2 separate regions of the Mus musculus genome follow, and region 2 is linked to region 1. The links are chromatin contacts, called in public capture Hi-C maps. All regions are on one chromosome and are shown on one strand. Each heading gives the region's core, a stretch centred on a gene start, on an enhancer-like site or on the middle of the called end of the contact. The rest is flanking DNA. Distances are from core to core; before and after follow the strand shown. Region 1 has its middle 26 kb from the start of Gm25021. Region 2 has its middle 42 kb from the start of Capza2.

What was found. Capture Hi-C pulls out chosen DNA fragments and counts their contacts.
Region 2: a contact with region 1 is called in a capture Hi-C map of bone marrow-derived macrophages, with 9 times the contacts expected there. The contact joins two enhancer-like sites. A contact is called at or near these places in 5 of 484 Hi-C or Micro-C datasets (the 3T3-L1 cell line, bone marrow-derived macrophages, embryonic stem cells and 2 more), 3 of 115 datasets of contacts at active chromatin or transcription factors (embryonic fibroblasts, fibro-adipogenic progenitors and pancreatic cancer cells) and 1 of 9 other capture datasets (bone marrow-derived macrophages).

What each region holds. Positions count from the first base shown.
Region 1 is chr6:17,408,512-17,412,060 of GRCm38.p6, reverse strand. No RefSeq gene overlaps it. Among named protein-coding and RNA genes, the nearest start is that of Gm25021, 26 kb to the left of the region's middle. Within about 2 kb of position 2,175, at least 100 of the 459 cell types and tissues checked have an H3K27ac peak or open chromatin away from gene starts, as enhancers often do. A contact at or near this core is called in bone marrow-derived macrophages, where this site is marked.
Region 2 is chr6:17,592,894-17,596,576 of GRCm38.p6, reverse strand. No RefSeq gene overlaps it. Among named protein-coding and RNA genes, the nearest start is that of Capza2, 42 kb to the left of the region's middle. Within about 2 kb of position 2,411, at least 18 of the 459 cell types and tissues checked have an H3K27ac peak or open chromatin away from gene starts, as enhancers often do. A contact at or near this core is called in bone marrow-derived macrophages, where this site is marked.

The sequences.
Region 1 (3,549 bases), core at 926-3,425:
AAATAAGCTGATATTGTATCCATTTTACAGATGAGATTGAGGCTTATGGGACTCAAGTGACAACCAGTTTCATCTAGCTAATAAACAGAAGCATCTAAGATTTAAATCTAAATTATGGATTTCTGCTATATTTTTGTCTCATTTGTTTTCAAGATATCGATGCAGACTGTGGAGTCCATTTTGTCTCTCGTTCACTCTCTTCTCTTCTTCTGTCCTCTCTCCTTCTTGCCATTTCAGTTCAACTCCTGTCTCTGTTGTCTTCCTTCTAGTCTTCAAGAGTGCATCCTGGGAAGGTTACCTGTGGTTTCAAGGCAGCAAATAATTCCCTTTATTAGAGTAGATAATTACAGGATCTTCTGTTTTCTGAATGTTTTTAATGAATAGCTCCACTCATTCCTCCAGATAGTGTAAAATTGAGATGCAAAAAGATTGTTGAAGTCAATTAACAGAAAGTTTATCTTCCATACATTACTCTCTACTGCAGTCTATTACAGATATTTATCATTATTATCTGGAAGACTTCACAAGCTACAGACCAAAGTTGACTATAATCACAGTAATTAAAACATTGTTAACCCATGCTCCCCAGGAACAAATTGAGATTTATATGTACTGTAACTTAAATATATAAGAAAACACTGAATTATGATCTTATCTTTGTCAGAGGAAAACAGAATAATACAGCATAAAAGCCTTTCTGCAAAGGTCATATTATCCATTGGTTGACAAATGGGGAAGCTCACACCTGGTTTCTGTCTTGCTTGATAGAAGCCCTGTTTTGACCTCTTGTCCTCCATGCCCTGGCTTAGGTCCAGGCATTTCCAGTAGCGATGAAGGCTCTTGCTGCACTGTCCTCTAGAGTTGGACTAAAAGGCAGGGGACGCTGAGCCACTGGGACAGACATCTGTGGTCATCAAGGATGCTTATGAAGAAAGGAAGGTCCAGAGCCACAATCTTGCCTGTGATGCCTGGTTACCAGCTCTGCAGAAGGTCTTGGAGGGTCCATTATGCCAGTAGTGGCCACCATGTTTGTTTGTTTGTTTGTTTGTTTGTTTTCTGGCAAATTGCAGGTATTCATGGAGCTGAGGGAGAATAAATCCCCTGACTCATCATTTCCTGCTTCTTCTGTATTCTGCCACTAACCCCTTAACTTGACTAACAGAGCTACTTCTTTGGTTTATAAACCTTATCCTAGAGGGTTAGGAGGTTGGGGAGTTTAGTCTTAGTCACTGAAAAATCTATGACCATTGATTGCTTACTGAGCCTGGGATTTTCTTTTACCTCCAAAGCTTAATTCATTAGCTGTTTTGCCAGGTTTTTTTGTTTGTTTGTTTTAGTGACAGGGTTGAAGTCACACAGGTCTGCGGTAGCCTAGGTCAGCAATTTAGAATCTCAAGGAAGGGTACTGAATACTGAGCACTTCCATCTAGATTTTCTGCTTTCACACTCTGTCCCTCTGTGGCCCTCTTCACTGCCTGCCTTCTTTCACAGGGAAGTTCAAGAAACTTGTGCATGCCAGAGCATATGTAGGCAGAAGCAGCACTTATCTCTCATGCAAACCTTCCCCGCCCTTCCCCATATTCACAGTGCAGGCTGGAGGTGGCTCTATGCCAACGTGGGGCTTCTTTTCAAACAGGTAGCCCTTTCCCGACTCAGACTACATCCAGATAAACAATCTCCTTACTGCACGATTCTCAGGCATTCCATTTGTGTCTAGATATGTTGTAGTGAGCTCCTTGGGTAAAGCTATGACATGTTGCGTGGATTAGCTCACCCAGTCTCTAATTTCAACTTCCTCCTGTGCTTTCTGCCTCGTACCATAGGTATTGAAAAAAAAAACGCATCTTTAATTCTCCCCAGTCACGTGGCTCTGAGAATCAATCCTAGCCAAAATTGTGCAGCAGAAACCAGAAAAGAGTTCTTCTCTTTTAAAATTATTTATATACATATCTATTTTTGATTGTGTGTGTGTATGTCTGTAGGCTTGAAACTGATGTGAGGAATATTTCTTAATTCCTCTCCACTCTATATGTTGGAGTAGGGTAGACCAACCAAACCACAATTGGTGTAAAGCCTTCTAAGAATGAGGAAATTCTCAGCGCTGTAGGCTACTGAGATCTGAGTACGTCTGTTAGTCAGCATTAATGTGGCAATAATGGGCTCATATACCAGCTAGCAAGGACTTCCTCAAAAGCTAGTTCACACACTCTCTTCCTGTGACTGAGTGAAAACTAAGGTATTCGTCAGTGAAGCTGGGCTTTTGACACGTAAATGGAACTTGAGCAACTTTAGAAAGATTTAACTTCCTTAGTCATCTTGACTTCAGTATGTTCCTCATACTAGAAAAAAAAATTGGTACTCAATTACTAAGCATATATTATTTTTCCATTTTTAAAATTTCTATTAAATAATTCCATTTCATTTCCAAGGTAAACAGGTGTCTCTGCCCCACCAAATTCCTAGGCAAAGTAGACAGAAATGTGAAATATAGAAATATGTAAATATACTTAAGGAAAACCATAAAGTACAGCTTCTATTGTTGCTTACTTCTACTGTTTCTGTGGCATCAGTAAGACATTCCTCAGTCAAACTATGATCTTCAGGCAGAATTTGATCATTAGGCTTTGTGTGGCCCTAACATTGAACTAACAATGCTTTTCTGTAGATAAATATTTATAATTAATTTAAGTATAGAGAAATCAAGCTCTGAACCTCCCAGTTCAAATAATTGTTACTTCTCTGAAAACAATTTCATTACTGTTATTAGCACATCTTTAATTTAAAATATACTCAATTATCACTTTTAGTATATTTTGAATTGTACCAATAAAACTCCAGAAATCTATTTTCACCGTACTGAGTTTTTGGTAGTTTTTTATGTTTGTTTGTTTTGTTTTGTTTTGTTTTGCTTTGTTTTTGTTTTTAATTTGTAGAAATACATATCTTTAGTTTTGTGTCTTGGTTCACAAGCTTCAAATAGGCCTTTAAGCAGAAGATGGCCTTCTGCCCTAAGAAATGCCTGGCTATTGGTTTATGAGCAATATTATGATGCACGGTTTCAGGAGGCACACTGTCCAGGGAGTAGAGAACATCTGTGCTGCCTTCTGTTGTCTACAAGAGACAGTCTTTGTTTCCAGGAAATTTCCAAGAAGCATAAGGCCAAACAATCTTCGTGAACTTCTGTGTCCTTTTTCTCATCTCACAGAATGCTCTTTTTGTGGAAGAATTGGGGGAAGGATTGAGGGCCCTGACTTGGGATAGGAACTCCATGGGAAGACCAATAGTGGCAACTAACTTAGATCCTTGGGGGCTCTCAGAGACTGAACTAAACAACGTAAGGGCATTCATGGGCTGAACCTAGTCCCCTGCAGATATGTAGATGTGCAACTCGGTTTTCATGTGGGTCCAGAACAACTGGACCTAAAGCTGTTGCCTGTCTGTGGAATACATCCTCTAGTTGGACTGCCTTGTCTGGCCTCAGTAGGAGAGAATGTGCCTAGCCCCACAGAGACTTGATGTGCAAGGTTAGGGAGATACAGGGGGTGAGGG
Region 2 (3,683 bases), core at 1,162-3,661, 180 kb before region 1:
TAAATGATCCTCTTGGCTTCCCAACCATCTCTTTCCATTTTCCATCCGTGAGTACATGCTGAGCATAGTCTTTTTTGTCATTTGTTGTAGGAGGCTAGTGGTCATCTTCACATCCTCTTCCCTATTTGGCCTGTTGGATCTATCAAGAAGTCATCGCCATTTCTTCATTTAAGAGAGACTCTAACTCTGTCTTTCTTTATCTTCAGCATCCTACTCTTAACTACCCTACACCAAAGGGGCCTGTGCTGCTCCGCCATCTCACCTGTCATGGTTAAGCTCCTTCTAGCTTTACCTCGAAGCAACTATCCTTCAGTGCATGCTTCCCCCTTTGGAATTCGAGTTCCACAAGGGCAGGAATTCTGTTTTAATTGCTATCCTGTCTCCTCCATTGGTTAACATGATCAACATAGTATCAAGCATGTAGTAAGTGCTCAACAACTGTTTTGATAGCTGAAGAAAAGACTGACAAATAAATAATTTCTACGTGGAAGGTAAGAATAGAAGTTAAGCAAATATTTGCAGTCGGCTGTGGGAGAAACACCCATCAAATGACTACATGCCGCGCCTAACTTTTGCAGCAATAAACTCATGATCAACACGGTCAGTCTTCCAAAGTCCTGGAGGCAACACATCTGGGCCTTGGCTCCCTGCCAGGAATGTCTTCCTTCCTCCTCGCTACTCAGGCTGCACATTAGTCTTCTATGCTTTCACAATAATACAAATGACAACCTTTGGTAGATTACACAATACATACAGTTATCTTCCTTTGACCACCTGAGAGAATGGGGTTTGAGTTTTGCTGATGGCAAGTTCAAAGCAGAAGTGGTTGAATCCCGTGCTGGAGGCTCATCCCTGTTTCTAGACCCTCCTTTCCCACCATACTTATGATTTGTATAAGAATATAGTATAGTAATGCTGTAACATCTAACACTTCAATTATCACTCAAAATAGGGAAATGGATGGCATATGTTTCATTTTTGGGACACGTTTCTTAATAAAGAAGGAAAGGGTTCAGTGTTTCCTACTTGTACATTGATTGAAAGCCTGGGTTCTTGGTGAAGTACTTCTGTTTGAGTCCTAGTTCATGTCTATACTAGAGAACACAATCTTGGGTGAGTTCCTTAGTTCTCTGGTCCCCAGTTACCTCATCTGTAAATTGGAGGTAATATTAGCAGTACATACTACAGATCATTGTCTAGTTTCTCACTATTGAGCTATACAAGGCATAGGCATCCATTTATAACGTTAGATACATGGAAGAGCTCAAGACTACTAAAACATGGCTGAGCTAGGTCTCGGACCTCCTTGTTGGGTCCAACTACAGAGGCTATTTTATCATTAAAATTTGTTGTACACTTAGGAAAGAAAGTTAGAATGATTTGTGTGTGTGTGTAAAATACTTTTTTTTAAAAGGAGTGCCTGAGGCTAAGAGTGTCTTACATTTTCCAAATTTCAGAGTGAAGATAAGAATTTGTTGTTGTTGTCTTCACATCTGAAATCCAAGGTCGTTTTGGGAGCATGCAATGAAGACTATAGCATCAGCATGTAGAGTTGGGCATCTCAGATTGTGTTTATGTTGCGATTTTCTCTCTAGAGTCTCAGACCTGAGCACATGTGTGCTTTTCATTGTGACCCATGCTCAGACTTACTGTTTGTCAAAGGAGGTGTTTTCCTTCTGACTTTGTTGTTGTTGTTGTTTTGTTGTTTTTTGTTTTTCGAGACAGGGTTTCTCTGTATAGCCCTGGCTGTCCTGGAACTCACTTTGTAAACCAGGCTGACCTCGAACTCAGAAATCTGCCTGCCTCCCGAGTGCTGGGATTAAAGGTGTGTTCCACCACGCCCAGCTTCCTTCTGACTTTTTAAATTTCTCTGGCATCAGAGTCAGCATTCACTATTGTTGCTTAATAAAGATAAAGACTCTTTTAACTTCGGCATAGACTTTATTATTCTAGACCTAAAATAATTTAATCAATATATATTAAAAATAAAACATTGGGAATAACAAGAAGACCAGAAACCACTGCTTCAATCCAGGGAACTTCTATGTTGTTAAGGCCTTTGTTACAAGCATGCACGATCCTTATTGCTGGTTTACATGTAGAGGAATTTTATTTCAGCAATGTGGCTGCTCTGGCAAGGAATCACATCCAAAGACAGCTGGAATGCAGACATGCCACACACCTTTAATCCCTCTGGCTGAAATACACATACACCCTTAGTACATACCTTTAAGGTAAAATTAGTTTGTAGAAGGAAGGAGCCATGTTTGAAAGTGAAGTCTCATGAAGGGCAGGCAAAGTGATGAATCATAGATAGATTTGACCTAATGAGTCAGATATAGGTTACATACAGCTCTGACAAGAACAGACAGGAAACGGAAGCTATTTAAGAGCAGCACAGGAAGAGTGAGTCAGTTGGGAGTCAGTACAGTTAGAGCAGTGCAGTGGAATTGGCTTCACTCATTCATGAGTTCTTGCAACTCAGCGCAGGTCAGAGGCAGTTGATGCCAGAGAATGAGAAGGAGCCAAAAGATTAGGACAAATTGCCAGAGTTAGTTTGAAGCCAAGAAAAGCAATTCAGTTGGAAGCACAGAGAAGCCAGATTGAATCAGTCAGCTAGGAGAGGAATTTAAGTCAGAACAGCCTGAGTTGAACCAGACAGAGTTTATAAAGAACTAGAAAGGGTGAGCTTATTCAGCAGTTGTAAGTCTCCGAGACAACAATTACCTCAGGTAAATAAAAGTTACTTTTACAGTTATTTCACTGAAATAAAAGGCCCTGGTCCATAGATACCTCATCCTTCAAACTCCTATGCTTGACACAATTCTAAAGTTTCCCACAATTTTTCAGTTCCTCGTTAAAAAGAAAAGTGTGATTCTCCTCAAAGGACCATTTGTGGTCACTGTCACGAGGCTTGCTTGTTTCTGATCTCTACAGCTTCTCTGGACACACAGCCTTCGATTGGCCCACCAAGGGATTCTGCAGGTAGGATCAAAGTCTCAGTTCCAAGGGAAAGACCTGAGATTGACATCAGTTAATTCTGAGGTTTCAGCCACTGCTACCTCTCTGTCTGATAACACACACATCAAGAAATGAGAGGCAGTGTCAGCAAAGCCATGCATTTCTTGTATTTCTCCACATTTAGAATATCTTCCACATTTAGAATATCTTCCACATTTAGAATATCTTCCACATTTAGAATATCTTCCCGGATCTGCTGCAACACTGAGGTCAGCTCTGAGGGGTTGTGTGCGTTTGGCATTCAGGAAAAGCTGACCTGGTTGGCAACCATCTCCTTCATATTTCACACATTTCTGGAAATGTTCCCTAAGAGCTTTTATTACCAATTTCCCCCAAATATGGAAGCATTCCACTCTAATTTGAGGAGGGTGGTAATATGACAAGGTAGAAAGAACTATCCTTTGGAGGCAGAAAAACTGGGTTCAGATCTTGACTCGTTTACTGATTAATACTAGAGACTCTTCAATGCATCCCCAGTGTTGGTTTTCTCACCTATAAAATGGACACGCTGGCATCTATACAGGAAGCTCTTTCGAGGATTAAATGAAATGATTCAGTACTCGCTGCCCAGTGAAGGCCGCATAAATGCTTGTACCTCTGGATTCTTCATGACCAAATTGCAGTGAAAGAACCAAGCTTAGCATCAGAAGCCCACAGATTTA